5 separate regions of the Mus musculus genome follow, and all the other regions are linked to region 3. The links are chromatin contacts, called in public Hi-C, HiChIP or PLAC-seq and promoter capture Hi-C maps. All regions are on one chromosome and are shown on one strand. The core of a region is the stretch at or near the end of the contact, and the rest is flanking DNA. Distances in the headings are between cores, read along the strand shown.

What was found. Promoter capture Hi-C pulls out the DNA fragments that hold promoters and counts their contacts. Hi-C and Micro-C count contacts between places; a contact is called where the count stands out from the background. HiChIP or PLAC-seq counts read pairs in DNA pulled down with a chosen protein or histone mark. Capture Hi-C pulls out chosen DNA fragments and counts their contacts.
Region 1: a promoter capture Hi-C map of liver shows a contact between it and region 3, with 4 times the contacts expected there. The contact joins the promoter of Zcchc14 here to the promoter of Zdhhc7 in region 3. A contact is called at or near these places in 2 of 39 promoter capture datasets (hippocampal neurons and liver) and 1 of 484 Hi-C or Micro-C datasets (embryonic stem cells).
Region 2: a contact with region 3 is called in a Hi-C map of CD8 T cells, with 6 times the contacts expected there. The contact joins the promoter of Mthfsd here to the promoter of Zdhhc7 in region 3. A contact is called at or near these places in 1 of 39 promoter capture datasets (pre-B cells), 3 of 484 Hi-C or Micro-C datasets (CD4 T cells, CD8 T cells and regulatory T cells) and 1 of 9 other capture datasets (adipose tissue).
Region 4: a contact with region 3 is called in a promoter capture Hi-C map of liver, with 2.4 times the contacts expected there. The contact joins the promoter of Car5a here to the promoter of Zdhhc7 in region 3. A contact is called at or near these places in 1 of 39 promoter capture datasets (liver) and 2 of 9 other capture datasets (adipose tissue and liver).
Region 5: a contact with region 3 is called in an H3K27ac HiChIP or PLAC-seq map of microglia, with 5 times the contacts expected there. The contact joins the promoter of Slc7a5 here to the promoter of Zdhhc7 in region 3. A contact is called at or near these places in 2 of 39 promoter capture datasets (hippocampal neurons and liver) and 1 of 115 datasets of contacts at active chromatin or transcription factors (microglia).

The regions. Positions count from the first base shown.
Region 1 is chr8:121,650,486-121,653,436 of GRCm38.p6, reverse strand. It overlaps Zcchc14 (zinc finger, CCHC domain containing 14), which reads left to right and starts at 1,504. Exons shown (of 13, transcript NM_080855.2): 1 at 1,504-1,712. The coding sequence starts at 1,536.
Region 2 is chr8:121,106,955-121,109,951 of GRCm38.p6, reverse strand. It overlaps Mthfsd (methenyltetrahydrofolate synthetase domain containing), which reads left to right and starts at 1,615. Exons shown (of 9, transcript NM_001372381.1): 1 at 1,615-1,664; 2 at 2,979-2,997. The coding sequence starts at 1,649.
Region 3 is chr8:120,099,631-120,102,741 of GRCm38.p6, reverse strand. Zdhhc7 (zinc finger, DHHC domain containing 7) reads left to right here and starts at 1,270. Exons shown (of 8, transcript NM_133967.3): 1 at 1,270-1,650.
Region 4 is chr8:121,943,264-121,946,252 of GRCm38.p6, reverse strand. It overlaps Car5a (carbonic anhydrase 5a, mitochondrial), which reads left to right and starts at 1,341. Exons shown (of 7, transcript NM_007608.2): 1 at 1,341-1,583. The coding sequence starts at 1,460.
Region 5 is chr8:121,906,281-121,909,446 of GRCm38.p6, reverse strand. It overlaps Slc7a5 (solute carrier family 7 (cationic amino acid transporter, y+ system), member 5), which reads left to right and starts at 1,761. Exons shown (of 10, transcript NM_011404.3): 1 at 1,761-2,381. The coding sequence starts at 1,841. It overlaps BC048644 (cDNA sequence BC048644), which reads right to left and starts at 1,614. Exons shown (of 2, transcript NR_167716.1): 1 at 1,434-1,614.

The sequences.
Region 1 (2,951 bases), core at 255-2,754, 1.6 Mb before region 3:
AAACGCAGGTGCTCGCCCACTGTGAGCTCTCAGCAGCCCCCCGGGAGGGTATTATTACCCGCATCTTCCCCGGGAGGCGCAAGGGGCTCGGAGAGAAATCACGATTCGCCCAAGGTCACACAGCTCGGGTGGGCAGATCAGAGGGAAGTCCGGAGCCGGTGGTGCTTCTGGGCCCATCGCCGCCTCCTTGCCGTCACGTTCATGAATAAAGCACCGAGGCCCAACGCCCGGCTTTGCCCAAAAAACAAGGCTCCGGGCTAATCTGAGGGAACAAAAGCGCCTAAAATTCCATCCCGAGTTTTCCACCACGCCGATTCCCACCGACCAATCCCCTAGCGCCGGTCCGCAGGGGGCGGGCACAGGCGGACCCGACGTGATCGACAGTCCATCTCTGAGGCGGCGCCTAGACTTCGACCAATCCTACGGAGCTGCCGAAACGAGCCGTCGCGCAGGACAGGCGGCCTGGCCAATTGGCGTGGGGGGGCGGGCTCGGACAGCCCGGGCTGTCGCGAGAGGCGGCCACCCCGCCCACTCCGCTGGCCGCGGCTGCCCGTGCTCGCGAGCGCGCTCTGCTCAGCTCCGACGGCCCGGGCCGCGATCCGTCCGCGGGTCCCGCTGGATCCCTCCGCCGCGCCAGGCCCGTCCGGGCGCCGCGCCCAGCCTCGCAGCGGGTAACGGCCGGCCTGGGCGCAAGCACAGGAGGCGGCATGGCCGGGGCGGCTCCGTCGGGGGGCGGCCCGCACTGACAGACCCTGCGGCGCGCGGGGAGATGGGGGCGGCCGCCTCCCGGGCGACGACGACGACGACGAGGAGCGGCCGCCGCCGCTGCCGCGCACCGGCCGCCGCTGGGGACGGGCGCGGGCAGGGCGCCTCCCCGTGAGCGGCGGCCCCGAGGCCGCTCGCCGTCCCCGGCCGCCCGGGCCGCGGCCCCGGCTCCGGCCGCCGCGGGGCCCCTGGCGGGCGGCTCCCCCGGCCCGCGCGCGCCCGGCCCGCGCCCCGTTCGCGCGCGCGCGGCCTCGCCCGGCGCCCGGCCGCGGCCCTGCGCGCCCCCCGGCCGCCCGCGCGCTGCTCCCGGGCCCGGCGGCGGCGGCGGCGGCGGCGGCGGGCGCGGCGCGGGCGGCAGCATGGTGGAGAAGCGTTGCCCGTTGCAGAGGGACGGCGTGTACCGCTGGTTCTCTGAACTGCCGTCGCCGCAGCGTGTGGAGTTCCTGTGCGGCCTGCTGGACCTGTGCATCCCGCTCGAGTTGCGCTTCCTCGGCTCGTGCCTGGAGGACTTGGCACGCAAGGACTACCATTCGCTGCGCGACTCGGAGATCAAGGCCAACAACCCGGCCGACCTGGGCAGCCTCACCAACCTGACGGACGAGGTGGTGCGCAGCAAGCTGCTGGTGTCGCTGGCCCTGCTGGGCTCGGAGCAGCGCGAGGCGGCGGGCGTCTTGTACCGCACGCTCACGCACACCGACTCCATCATCCACAACTACGGGCTGCAGCTCAACGAGGGTCGCACGGGCGATGAGTTCCTCCTGCTCTTCACCATGGCCTCTAACCACCCGGCCTTCAGCTTCCACCAGAAGCAGGTGCTGCGCCAGGAGCTCACACAGATCCAGAGCAGCCTGAACAGCGGCGGTGGCGGCGGCGGCGGCGGTGGTGGCGGTGGCAAGAGCGCGCCCGGGCCCAGCGGCGCGCTGCCCACCTGCTCGGCTTGCCACAAGGTGAGCGCAAGCGCGCGCGGTGGGGCAGCGCGGCTGGGGTCCTTTACCGGCCAGCCTGGAGATGACCTACTAAGGGACCCGGAGGCCTGCGTCAGCGCGCGGCCCCCTTTGTGTGTTCGGTGTCACGGCCCAGGCTGGGGACACGAGAAGGCCTTTGTCCTGTCAATCCCGGTTCTTAGGTGACATAACACTCAACGATATGTCCACTTGCACCGACCTGGAACCTGGGCGCAGGTGGGCCCTGCCACCTGCCTGTCTGGGTCAGGTGTCCCCGGGCGTGCATGGCAGGGGTACGATGTACAGGAACCCGTGTCTGCGTGTGCGATCGTGGGGGTTGTGCACGCTGCTAAGCGTGTCTGTCTGGAGAGCCTGGCTCTTGACAGGGGCTTTGCAGCCTCAGCGGGTCTGCGGGTATGCTGTCAGTGGTGATCCACCATCGGGGAGAACCCAAGCTCACTGAGGTGGGATCTGGTCTTAGGATGATAATGTCAGCTTGCTGGGCAGGAAGGGCAGCTTGACTGTCCACTCAGAAATGCCAGCTGTGGCCCGAATGTTTGAGGACTGGTAAAGCACGTGGTTCTCGTGGAAGCTGAAGGCTGGGTGGTTGGGGGCCATGGTGACTAGCAGATGGAGTTCATTTCTTTAGTATCCATCCCTCTCAGCTGCAGCCCGGAGTTGTGGATGATGGAGTCGGTGTGCATTTGGGCCTTTGGAGGCCGGCAGCAGCCCTGGAGCCAAGAACCCAGGTTTCTTGTGAGAGAAAGGCTCACCAGTGCCAAGGGCCATTGAGGTCCCACACCATGTCCTTGGTAGTCAGAGGCCACATCCGGGCCTCCTGCCCAGCTGCTCCACAGTCTGAGCCTTTTGAAGTTTAAACTCTTAACTCAGCTTCCCCTGTCCAAGGTGAACAAGGTGAGGTCGTCGGGGCTTCCGTCGGTTTTTCTTTCAGCTCTCTTTGAACCTTGAGTTGTGGCTTCTTTTTAATGTCTTCCTCTAAGAAGTGGTTGTGGTTCCTGAATGGGTTTCTGTGGCGTCTTATCTTTTCACTGACGTTTGCCTCTGAGACTTCGGTTAGCTTTTTGGGTTTTTCTTCTTCTTTTTTCTTACATACATACACTTTGCCACCTCACTTCCCTCTTGCATGCGAGGCAACTGTCAACAAGAAAGGCAGGGCCCAAGGAAAGTTAAGTTCTTCAGGCCAGCCAGCTGTCACCTCTCTGTGGTCTCCTCAGCTGCGGT
Region 2 (2,997 bases), core at 366-2,865, 1.0 Mb before region 3:
GTCAGAGGCATTTGGAGTTAGAAAGGGCTCAGTCAGTAAAATGCTTGCCTTGTCAGAGGCACCCATGTTAAAGTTTAAAAATAAAAATCTGGGTATGTCAGTGTGCACTTGAAAATCTAGCAAAGACAGGCTGATTCCTGGCAGTGGGTCAGAAAACAAGCTGGGTGGCTCTTGAGGGTGTCACCAGCTTCTTCACACCTGCACACATAGGAAGCATGACTCCAAAACACACACACACACACACACACACACACACACACACACACACACGCAAGAACATGCAAGCTGAGGTGCGGTGACACTGGGCTGTACTCCTAGCACATGGGAGTTTGGGAGGTTGAGGCAGGAGGATTGTGAGTTCAAGGTCAGGACAGAGTACAACCCTGTCTCAAAACACCTAAAGGAACAGGAAGAGACAGAAGAAAGGAAGAAATGAGGGAGGAAGAGGAAGAGAAAAAGGAAGCTGGGGTTGGGGAAGGGCAGGAAAGGCAAACATTAGCCAGGCATGGTGGCTCACAACTTCACAGCCCTTGGGAGAAGAGACAAGTGGGTCTGTGGTTTCAAGGCCAGCCAGGGCTGCATAGTCAGACCCTGTCTCAAAAAAAAAAAAAAAAAAAGTGTACTAATCATTTTGGTGATTAGTGGGCAGGAAGGACTGAGTGCTAACAATCTCTAACCAACCGGGGAATCCGTGAAGATGGCACCCATGACGCCACCTTTCTCAGGTACAGGGCAGTTCAGGGAAGCCTTGTCTGTTCAAGGTGCAAAGGCAAAGCTGCAAAACAGACACTAGCTGCCCTTACATCCCCCAATCAGACAATAGCTGCCCTCACATCCCCCAATCAGAGGCTAGGATGTGTGGAGCTGAGTGGCCAGTGCAGACTTGTACATCCTTAGCCCAACAGATGCTCCAAATGCACAGTATGCTGACTACAAGCATTGGGAACACACACACACACACACACACACACACACACACAAAATCGACCAAGCTGTCCCTGACTTACAACCCTCTTCATTTCAGGAGTGCCTTTCCTTTATAAACAGTCTTTATTTTTATGTCTAACCACGTGTTCCTGGTACAATTCATGGTACAGAAAAGAAAGTTGGAAACCCTAGATCCACTCCTATAAACAGGTTTCCTTGTTAACCTTGAATTTCAAGGGATGTTTCTATAGGTACTATACATACTCGCACACACACACACAGAGCTTGTGAAGCTCAAAAGACAACTTTCGGGAGTCATTTTTCTCCTTTTACCCTGTGTGGGTCCTGAGAATCGAACTCAAGTTGTCAGGCTTAGCAACAAGCGCCTTTATCTCGCTGAACCATCTCGTCCGCCCTAGAGTGTTATATGTTCCATACGGTATAAATGTATGCGTGTTGTGTGCGTGTGTGTCTCGGGAAATCCTGGGCATCCGCGTTGCAAGGCAGTTCCAGCGGTGACCTCTGGTCCTCTAATGCGTCGGTGCTACTACTGCAGGGAACCCCAAACCCAGAACGGGAGTCCGCCCACTGCACCAACCGCGCGTGCGCGAACCTTGCGGGTCACTAGCTTCAGTGCGCAGGTGCAGCACGAAGCGCTGGCGTCTGGCGTCACTAGCGCGCGGGGACATGCTACGGGGCGTCGCTCGGTGACGTGTTAGCCATGGAGACCCAGGAGGGTGAGGAAGACCGAGGGTGATGGGGAAACCGAGGCTGGGACGGCGCGGTTGTTCCCGTGGTCCGCATGCGTGGGGGAGGACGCGGCTCGGCCTGGTACGGCTGGGACGCCGAGGCTGGCAGCCGGGAGGGAGGATCAGTCCCATCCTCGCCTTGCTTGGCTGGACAGGTTTTAGCCAGCCAGGCTGGGGAGGTCGCGCAGCGGCGGCGAGCACTCGCCCAGCAGGCACCCGGCCCGCGCTGCAAAGCGTTCTCGACAAGTGCACCGGCCGCGAAAGTAGGGAAGGCAACCATTGCTGGTCAGTGGGGTCTGCTGGTGCAAACGCTGTGATACCAGCAGGAGAGAGAGGGAGGAAGGGAGAGAGAGGAGAGAAGTGAAAGAGGAGAGCGAGCGGGAGAGGAAGGGAGGGAGGTGGAGAAGAGAGGAGGGAGAAAGGCCCAGCAAGCCTATGCGGTGACTCACAAGTCCAGTTCCACGGGAAGGGACCCAGTGCCCTCCCGCACCTGCATGCACACCCCGCCGGTTCGGTTGCTGGCGGTGCACATATACAATAAATACATCTTTGTGCTTTGTTTTGTTTTGTTTTCTTCGAGTCAGGGTTCCTCTGTGTAATCCTGGCTGCCCTAGAATTCACTCTGTATTTCAGGCTGGCCTCAAAATTTAGAGATTTAGAGCGCCTCTGCCTCCCAAGAGCTCGGATTAAAGGCTTGCACCAGCTATAAATATCAAGGAAGACAAATGTACTTTCTATACGCCTGCCTTGTGAGGTTTGTAAGGTCATTTGTAAGATTTAACAGTTTAAAGGACATGTTGGGAGTGTGGCTCAGTGATAGTGTTCTTGCTTAGCACACTTAAAGCCCCAGGTGTGACCCACTGGATCACTAACTAGTTCAAAAGATGACCTTCTAGCCAGACCTGGTGGCACACCCGTAACCTCACTATTTGGGGGCTGAAGGAAGAGCACTTAAAGGTTCAAGCCCCATTTTGATCAGAGAGACACCCTGCCTCAAAAAGGTGTGTAGCTCACTCGTAGAGAGCTTGCCTGGGATGCAGGAACCCCTAGCACTGCCGAGGAAAGACTACAGATTGATTTACAGTTGGTTTCAGTGTGTTCCAGCTTCCTAGCAGAAATGAAGGTGCTTCTCTCAACTGGCCAGGGAGCTCGAGGGAAAACTAATACTTTTGGTTATCTTAAGCTGGTCTGACTCGGTCGCAAATTCCTATGCAAGTGGTGTCACAGTGGCAGGTATAGATGTGCCCACGTGCATTATGGGATTGCTTCTTAGCAGTACGTCACAGTCCTTCCTTCTTGTAGGTGTCTCCAAACAAAGCAT
Region 3 (3,111 bases), core at 21-2,520:
ATGGGAAAACATGCTCATGACACAGCCTGCAAGGCTCCAGAAAGTCTCCTCTAACCAGCAACAGTGTACTCCTTACATGATCCACAAGACCTCCCGGGTCTTATGGGTGTCCTGAGCCCCGCTTTCCATCCTGAGGAAATAGCTACCTAGGGCAGGCCAAACAAGAGGCACCTGAAAGGTTGGTACCATAGTGAGTATATGGATGCACAAGACGTAACCACAAAAGGGGCTACAGAGCCTGCGAGTCTGCTTAGAGGTGGTCCTTCCAGAAAACCTAGGTTTGGTTTCTTAGCACCCATAAGCCAACTCAAAACTGCTTACGCCAGTTCCAGGGTATCTAAATGCCCTCCTCGAGCATGCACGTGGTACACAGATATATATATGCGGGCAGAACACCCACAGACATAAGAATTAAAGAAAGAATTAAATAAGATTAAAAAGATGTAACCATAATTTTTCAAACCCAAAAGATGCTTTTTTTTTTTTCAAGATGGCATTACTATATAGTCTAGAGTGGTCTCGAACTCCGAATCCTCCTGCCTCAGCCTCCTGAGTGCTGGGACTTAGGCGTGCACTTCCATGCCTAAACTTAAAAGCTGTAATTTTGGAGCAGTTAATCTAATGCACCCTTATTTCCAAAAATCTGGCTCGAATAGCAGTTTCTGGGCGCGGGGACAGGAAACCCAGCGAAGATGGCGTGCGTACCCCAATGGGCTAGATCCCGGAGCTGTCATTATAGCCCTTTTTAGTATCACAGCACACCTTGCGTTTGCCAGTTTAACTACCAAACACTTCTCTGCCCTGGACAAATTGTGCTAAGTCTGTCAGGGGACTCAAGAGGCAGGGGACGGGTGAAGGTTATAAAAACACTCGTTTCTACCTCCGCAAAACTCTGGCCGGTCATCAGGAAGGGGTCGCAGCGACGCTCCAGCGACCTGGGCATGGAGGTGTGCAAGCCTGGACCCAGGAGTCCCATCTCCGGTCCAGGGCGCTGCCTCGGGCTCCCAAACGCCCTCTGGCTCAGTTGCTTCCACCCCCGCGCCTCTATCCTTCATCTCCGTAGTTCTCCCTCCTCCACCTGGCACCGACATCCTTAAAAAGAGAATCGGAGTCGCCACAAACTTCATCTATGTATGGTGCGGCGGGAAGCCTTATCGAGTGCTCTCGAACGGCAACGCGGCGTGGCCCTCGCGGCGCCCCGTAGGCACTGATTTCTCTTCCGGGCCACCCTTCCCGGGGGATCTCCGTTTAGTAGTCTTGCCGTAGATGCTGCTGCCTCTCCTCCAAGAACCGCCGAGTTCTTGGAAGCCCGGTCTTGGATGAAATCGCCAGAGCCTCCCCGCGATCCGCCTCCCGGAAGCCCCGGGCGGCGCGACCGGAAGGACGCAGGCGCAGCGTCTTGACCTCGGCCTGGTCCAGTTCCGGGGTCGTTCGGCTCGGCTGTGCCAGTTCGGCGTCGGGCTCCCGCTTCTGCTGGGGCTGCTGCCTCTCGCCCACCGGCCCGGCCGGCCCGAGCAGCGCGGAACCGAGCCGGATCCGGGTCCACCCGGCCCGGCCATGAGCGCTGCCGCATGATGCGTCGCCGCCCGCGCCGTTGCAGCCGCCGGCCACCAGGAGCCTCAGCACTGGGCGACCCCGCCCGGGCCTCGGGTGAGTGCGGGGAGAGCGGCGGCCGCGACCCCGGGCGGCTCCCCGCCGCCTCCGCGCTGCGGTCCCCTCGGGGGCTCTCCAGTCTCCTCTGCGGACCCCGCAGGATCGAGCCCCATTTGCACCTGCAGCCTTTTGCCTGACCTTGGGCGCTCCAGAGCTAACGTCAGGGTGGCTGTCATAAAGTGCTGTCACCGGTCTGCGAGCTGTCAAGTTTTTTTATGGTCATGCTTCGTCGCAGGTCTGTCTTCCCAAGGCCTCTGTTGTCTCTCTTTAGCGGGACTCTTCTGTTCTTTGCCGGTCTCCCTTCTCTTCCCCCCTGCCCCTGGCCATGGTGTTAGGAGGGTAGTTACCCGGAAGGGCATCTGGGATAATCGGGTCAGCTTTCAGGGCAATAAGGTTCAACTCTATTGAGCTGTCATTATTTCTAGAACTAAGTCCCTTCTAGCTATTAAATAGGCACATTTTATTAGCTCGTGAACAGCCAGTTTATTGTGGCAATTAAATTGGAGTAGTCATAGTTGCAGCAGTCTGCACTGTAGCGGCTTTCACTGGTGTGTGTGGCGCTGTCCAAATCCAAGCTACAGTCTGCTTTGCAATCAGTCCCCTTAGTGAGGGAGTACACTTGTGTTTATTTTACTGCCTTGGGAGAGAGGTCATTTATATTTCTTGGTAAATCTGCCCAGCACACCACTCTGATCTTTCCAAAGTTGTTTATAACTTTCACTTAATTCATGCTACATTTAGAAACAACAACAAAAAAAGATACCTTGTGATACTTGCCCCTGCAGAAGTGGTTAAAGAGAAAGGTTCTTGGAGGTATTTTACAAAATGGGCTAATGGGAGTGTTAATTTCATTTTTTGAACGTTGCACAAAATAGACAGGTTGGGGGTGTTGAAACTGTGTTGTGTACTCTGTGGAGTTACTGGTAAGGAGTTACTGGCTTCTGGGCTGAGAGTGGGAAAAAGTGAAGAGATAATTTCACTCAGAATTTGTTCAACAGCACTTGACTCTTGAGTGTCTGGGCGCTTGGTCGGTTGATATACTTAAAAATAAAACTCTAAGCTGGATGTAATGGGTGCACACCTTTAATCCCAGCATTTGGGAGGCAGAGACAGGAGGATTTCTGAGTTCAAGGCCAGCCTGTTCTACAGAGTGAGTTCCAGGACAGTGAGGGCAACACAGAGAAACCATGTCTCAAAACAACAACAACAAACAAACAAATTAGAACTCTGTGGCTTTGCTGCTCATCATGCCTTAAAATCAAGCCCTTTTTAAGAATGGAAGAGAAGGCAGGTATAGCCCCAGCATCCAAGAGGTAGAGGTGAGAGGATTGAAAGTTCGGACCTACCCCAAGCAAAGCAAAACAAGATGGGAAAGGACCCAAGCTAATGGGGTGGTCCTCAGTTCAGAAGTGTATGTGAAGTGAAAGGACAGGCAAGATTGTGTACTCTCATTGAAAT
Region 4 (2,989 bases), core at 92-2,591, 1.8 Mb before region 3:
AAAGAAATAAGATGTACTTTAGATGTTTATTCCTTTTGGAAAATCAATTTATTGATTATATAACTGAATGTAAAAATAATAATAATAAAGGCTGCAAGGCAGGGTGGCACTCGCCTTTAATCCTGGCACCTGGGAGGCAGCGGCAGGAGAGCTCTGTGAGTTCGAGGCCAGCCTGGTCTACAGAGCGAGTTCCATGATGTGAGTCTGATGTCACGGATGCCAGGCCTTATATCCACAAAGTACAGATGACTAGGATGAAGGGTGAATGAGCTGTGGGCACCAGAGAGGGAAAGAGGGAAGGGGAGAGAGAGAGAGAGAGAGAGAGAGAGAGAGAGAGAGAGAGAGAGGGAGAGAGAGAGAGAGAGAGAGAGAGAGGAGAAGAGGAAAGGAATTGTGCTTCATATTTTTGTATTGTTTTCAATTTTTGCACTATATATGTATATATACATATGTGTGTATGTATATGTGTGTGTGTGTGTGTGTATATATATATATATATATATATATATATATATATATAAAATTTGAGAAAAGGTTTCATTGTGTAGCCCTGGCTCTCCTAGAACTCACCCTGTAGACCAGGCTGGCCTCGAACTCAGAAATCTGCCTGCCTCTCCCTCCCAAGTGCTGGAATTAAAAGTGTGTGCCACCACTGCCCGGCCAGACTCCAATTTTAAAGCAACAGCAGTGGTGGAAGATCTTACACACACGCCACCCATCCCTGTGGGCTCCTTTGGAAAAAAGCATTGGAGGATGGACAGACTGCTCCTCCAGTCAGAAAGAGGCTCCCTGGGGCTGACCCAAAATTCCAAGTGTCATAGCCAGAGCCACCAAATAGAAGTTGTCCCTACGTGGACCCTTCATGCATGAGAAGAACACTGTTGACATCCATGGCAAACCTCTGGGCAGGACCCAGGGCATCCTGTCTCAGGGGAATACATTGGAATCAAGGCTGCGGAGATGGGCCCCAGGAACCTCCAGCTTCCCTCAGCAATCGGGACACCCGGTCACAGCCCCACTCAGCCAAGGCACTGTGCCTCCACCCCTCCTTATGCTCTTGAACCTGTCCTCTCCTGTCTTGTGTGACAGCTCTGTGCCTGCCCTACATGTCCCCAACACAGGGTCAATACTACAGGGGACAGGGACTTTGCCCTCACCCATCCTTCACATCCTTTCCTGCTGCTCTTGGGGGACCCATGTCAAGTTTAGCACTCTGGCAGGCTTGCCCAGCTGTTTACCAGGCCAAAGCAGTGACCAGAGTGGCCTGTTCCCAGCCAAGGCCACTGGGTCCCCAATCACCCACTCCTGAGCTGGGACAGGCAAGAGTTGAAATTTAACCACTAGGTTCAGAGGTTTTAATGAGTTCCTCAAAAGGACAGAGATGCACCTAACTCTGAGGTGGCCCTGACCAAAGCAAGGGCATACAGTGGGCCACTACCCCGTGCTGCTCAGAGCCAAGATGCTCAGGAGAGACCCCCGCAAGCCCTTAGCCATCCTCAGGCATGTGGGACTTCTCTGTGCCACAGGGCCACAGCGCTGGCGTTTCCAGCATTCCTGTGCAGAGGAACACAGCAACTGTGCCCGTAAGTAGATTCTCATACTGTCCCAGGTGAGATTTAATGGTGGTGCAGTCTTAGGGTGGCTTTAAGAGGCAACATGGTTGGCTTCCGTTCTGATTTGTACAATATCTCTGGTATCTGGTGATCCCAAGTGAGTCATTTAACTCTGTGTAACTCGGGGGCTAAAGGGACTAAGAGGTATTGCAAATAACTAGGGCATGCTCCAAGCCTCCAGCTGGGCCCAAGATGCTTCTGGACATTTGAACTGCCCAAACTGCAGATTTTGGGTTTTAGCATTTGGAAGGGCCAGGCCCGGAGGCCTTCCTGTAGACGAAAGGTGACCTTTGAGAGCTTGAGTAAATGGCCTGCCTCCTTAAACCTCGGTTTCCACATCCACAGGGCAGGCAAGATGGATGCTGTCTGCAGCATCCGGTGGGAAGGCAGTGGGAAGCCCGGTGCACACAGGCTCCTCTGTTCATCCCAGGGTGCCCAGCCTCACACAAACCCCAGGACTGCCCGAGAAGCTGCCAGGCCTGGAGGGTGGGTGGGCAAGCAGCTCTTGCAACCCTGACAGCCTGGTTGCTGAGTGCCCAAAGCCCAGAGACTAGACTAGCAGCGGGAGAGGCTCAAGGCTCCAAGGTCCAAGAACTGGCTGCCCACCACCCTGGGTTTTCGGGCTCACGGCTCTCAGGTTGGAGGCTCGTGGCTCTGAGCTTTAACCCCGGCACTTGGCATCTGCTGTAGCCCTTGGCTCTGACCAGCAGTGAGCAGCCGCAGACAGCACTTGCTAGTGTTACTGTGCAGGAATGTGCCTAGGGTTAGGGATCTTCAGCTCACGACAGGAGTGTGTCAGCTGTAGGTGCCATGCCTACAGTGTCTGAAATTTCACCCTTAAGGTTTGGCAGCTCTCTGGAACTCATCTGGTGACCGAGGCTGGCAGCCTCTTACCTTCCATCTTCATAAGGCCTAATGTCACCAGTGTCCCAACCTGGACACTCTGGGACTCTTCAGCTGTCCTCCTAAGGCAGCTGTGGACACTCCTATCAATACTGCTACCTTCTCCCCTCCCCCCTGCCATACACACACACACACACACACACACACACACACACACACACACACACTCACACACCTCTTACCTGCTCATCCCAAACACAAGGTCACCTGAGAGAAGCCTTCCACACCCCACCCTACCCCAGATGGTGTTTCTGTGTAGTCCTGGCTGTCCTGGGACTCTGTAGACCAAGCTGGCCTTGAACTCAGAGATCCACCTGCCTCTGCCTTGAAAGTGCTGGGATTAAAGGTGTGTGTCACCAGGCCCTGCACGAGGATCTTTTTTTTTTTTCTTTTGATCTAACGTTGCAAAATGAGAGGTCAGAACAGGGAGGGGTCAGTGTCCACCAGCTGACTCCAAAAGGAAACTGATAATT
Region 5 (3,166 bases), core at 512-3,011, 1.8 Mb before region 3:
AGCCACCCACAGGTGAGAGGTAAGCAGGCTGCTTGCCTGGAGGTAGGAGGCCGTGAGGCTGCGCATACTGGGCAGGCAAGTTACACAACTGCAGAACTGGCTTCCTCGTTTACTATGAAGTGTTTCTAAGAGTTGCCACGTGTCCTATTAAGTTAGACGATGTACCTTGGAATCTTAGCGATGTCTCAGTGGGTTGGTGGTATGCTTTTAGCCCTCTGAAAGGACTATGTCAAGAATGAGAAGCAAGTTTCTCAATCTTCCCAAAGCCATCAGTTTAGGCAGTCTGTACTGTGGCATGGTTAATGTTGGTGTGACCTTTTAGCTCCATGGCTTCCCACTGCTCAGGCTACAGAGATACCAGCTTGTCATTGCTTGTGAATGGCTGACATACTGGGGGTTGGGGGAGGTAGCTCCAGTGACCCTTGGAGTCTTTGGCTGAACACCTCCCCGACATGGGCTTCCAAGGGGCAGCTCTGGCATTCTTGGCTGCAGCAGTAGATCCAAAGATGGGGAGAAGTTTGAATTTCTTCATTGGTCATGCCTCAGCAGTGGGGAAGGCTTGGCAGACTGGACAGTTTAGCAGAGCATACAGGGCTCTGTATCCTTACAAGTCTGAAGGTTCTTAAATTAAGCCCCCCCCCCCACCTTCCCTTCTGCTTGTCTGTGAGTTTTCCTGGGGACTCCTTTGGACAGAAAATGGAACAGCTGGTGAAAAGGAGGGGGTCTTGGGGCTCCTGGACTTATCTTGACCAATGAAATTTTCCAAGCGTACCATCAGCTCAAATTACACAGCCCATACCACGAGGGCTTGAACCCACTTCCTTGAGCTCACCGGTGGGCGTCACGAAGATGCCAGAGCTGATAATGGTGCCCACGATGATGGCACCAGGCCTGGGATGCTGAACCTTCCAGATGTGTGACCACATTATCTCAAAAACCCTCTTACCTAAGATTTCCTAAGAATGACAACCTAAAGCCCTTTCACCCTACAGTAGATTGGGTTGGTTCCCTTCTAAAACTTGCTTCTCCAGATTGGGTGTACCACTAATCGAGCTTTTGTCAAGACCCTCCTTGGGACCAGATGGATATCTAAGTCCAGGAGTAAGCTGGCTACCATTCTGGTCTATTCTTCCGTTTCCTCCAGAGCTGACGGATCATTTCGCCCTCAGACTCGTTTCCTCTGGACCAAGTTGGACTATAGGGGTGCCTCACCCCACAACCCACCCCCACTTATCCTAGATAAGATATTTATCCTTCATCTCCCAGACGCACAGGATATGCACACTGGAGGAAGCGGAGATAAACACCCGCGAGGCAGGGCCAGGATTCCGGGCAGGTGTTGGGACTATACACTGAGCCACCCCCCTTCCGGTGCTTTCTCCCTTGACAAGTCCTCTGCGCCGCCTGGGGCGGGAGAAGAAGCACGCCCTTACCAATCGGCCCTGACATCCTGCACAGGACTTGTGAGGAGGTGTGAGTCGACTCTCCACCCGCGTACAACATTCGGATCTTGTGAAACACGCCGCGATAAACCCATCAGTAGTCACGCCGCGTTAAACACATCAGTAGTCCTCAGTTTCAGGATCTTAACGCTCCACGTGCTCTAACAGACTTGGGGGCGGGGGCCCGCGAAGGAGGCGGGGTCGCGCGGGCTGAGGGGGCGGGGGCCTTTGCGAGCTGAACCAACAGCAGCGGCGATGGGCGGAGCCTGGAGGGCGGGTAACGGTAGAGATAAAAGGCCGCGCGGGCGGGGCGGACGCAGACGCACTTCTCAGTACGCGGAGAGCGGCTCGGCCGCGCGCACGCCGGGTATCCAGGCCGAGCCGGGAACGCCGAGAGCATGGCGGTCGCGGGCGCCAAGAGGCGCGCGGTTGCGACCCCGGCGGCGGCGGCGGCGGAGGAGGAGCGGCAGGCGCGGGAGAAGATGTTGGAGGCGCGGCGCGGGGACGGCGCGGACCCCGAGGGCGAAGGCGTGACCCTGCAGCGCAATATCACGCTGCTCAACGGTGTGGCCATCATCGTGGGCACCATCATCGGCTCTGGCATCTTCGTGACGCCCACCGGCGTGCTCAAGGAAGCGGGGTCGCCCGGACTGTCGCTCGTGGTGTGGGCTGTGTGCGGCGTCTTCTCCATCGTGGGCGCACTCTGCTACGCGGAGCTGGGCACCACCATCTCCAAGTCAGGCGGCGACTACGCCTACATGCTGGAGGTCTACGGCTCGTTGCCCGCCTTCCTCAAGCTCTGGATCGAGCTGCTCATCATTCGGCCCTCCTCGCAGTACATCGTGGCGCTGGTCTTCGCCACCTACTTGCTCAAGCCGGTCTTCCCCACTTGTCCGGTGCCCGAGGAAGCTGCCAAGCTCGTGGCCTGCCTCTGCGTGCGTAAGTAGGGGTCCGGGCTGGGGTGGGGCCGGGCTGGGGCGGGGCCGGGTGGGCGCGAGCCAAGGTTCCTGCGTTTACAGCTCGGCAACACCCATCCCAGTATCCCTCCATCTGTCCATCCCTGAACCATCTCGGCAGTTCCAGGCTAAAGTCACAGGCCCCAGAACCCACGTGCGTTTCTTTAATCCATTCATAGTGTCTATGCTTTCGGGACAGCCCTCGCGAGACCTCAGTGGGTCGCGGCTCTGACCCCGCGGCAGGCATCCCGCTTCCCGACCTGAATTCTAAGTACGAGAGATCTACTCTGTCCCGGGTGAGAGCAATACACTCCCTGCCTTCAGCAAAGCACCACGTGGAGTGGCAGATATGCCAGTTTCCTGTTTCAGCTTCAGTTGCTGACTGGTTGCTAAGAGGGAAATTGCAGTTTAAAAAAAAAAATCACTTATGTTCTTAAAACCGGCCTATCAGGAATCAGTGAACTGGCTGACTCATAAGAAAACAGTAGTAATAAATTTGTGTGTGGTAGTGATGGCTGCTTGCTCGTTTAAGATGAGTAGCGGAATCGTGTAAAGCCTGCCTGTCAGTAAAGGACTAAAAGAAACTCGGCTGCAGACAGACGACAGTCTGTGTGGGTGGGCTTGAGGGGTCCCAAGATGTGCCAGGTAACAGCTGTTGAGTGTAGCCTTTATGGGACGCATAGGTCAAGACGGATTGATTTCTGCTTTCAAAAACAGTTGTGTGATTTTTCAGGACTGGGGGAAAATGATCGTTTGAAGCAAATGCCA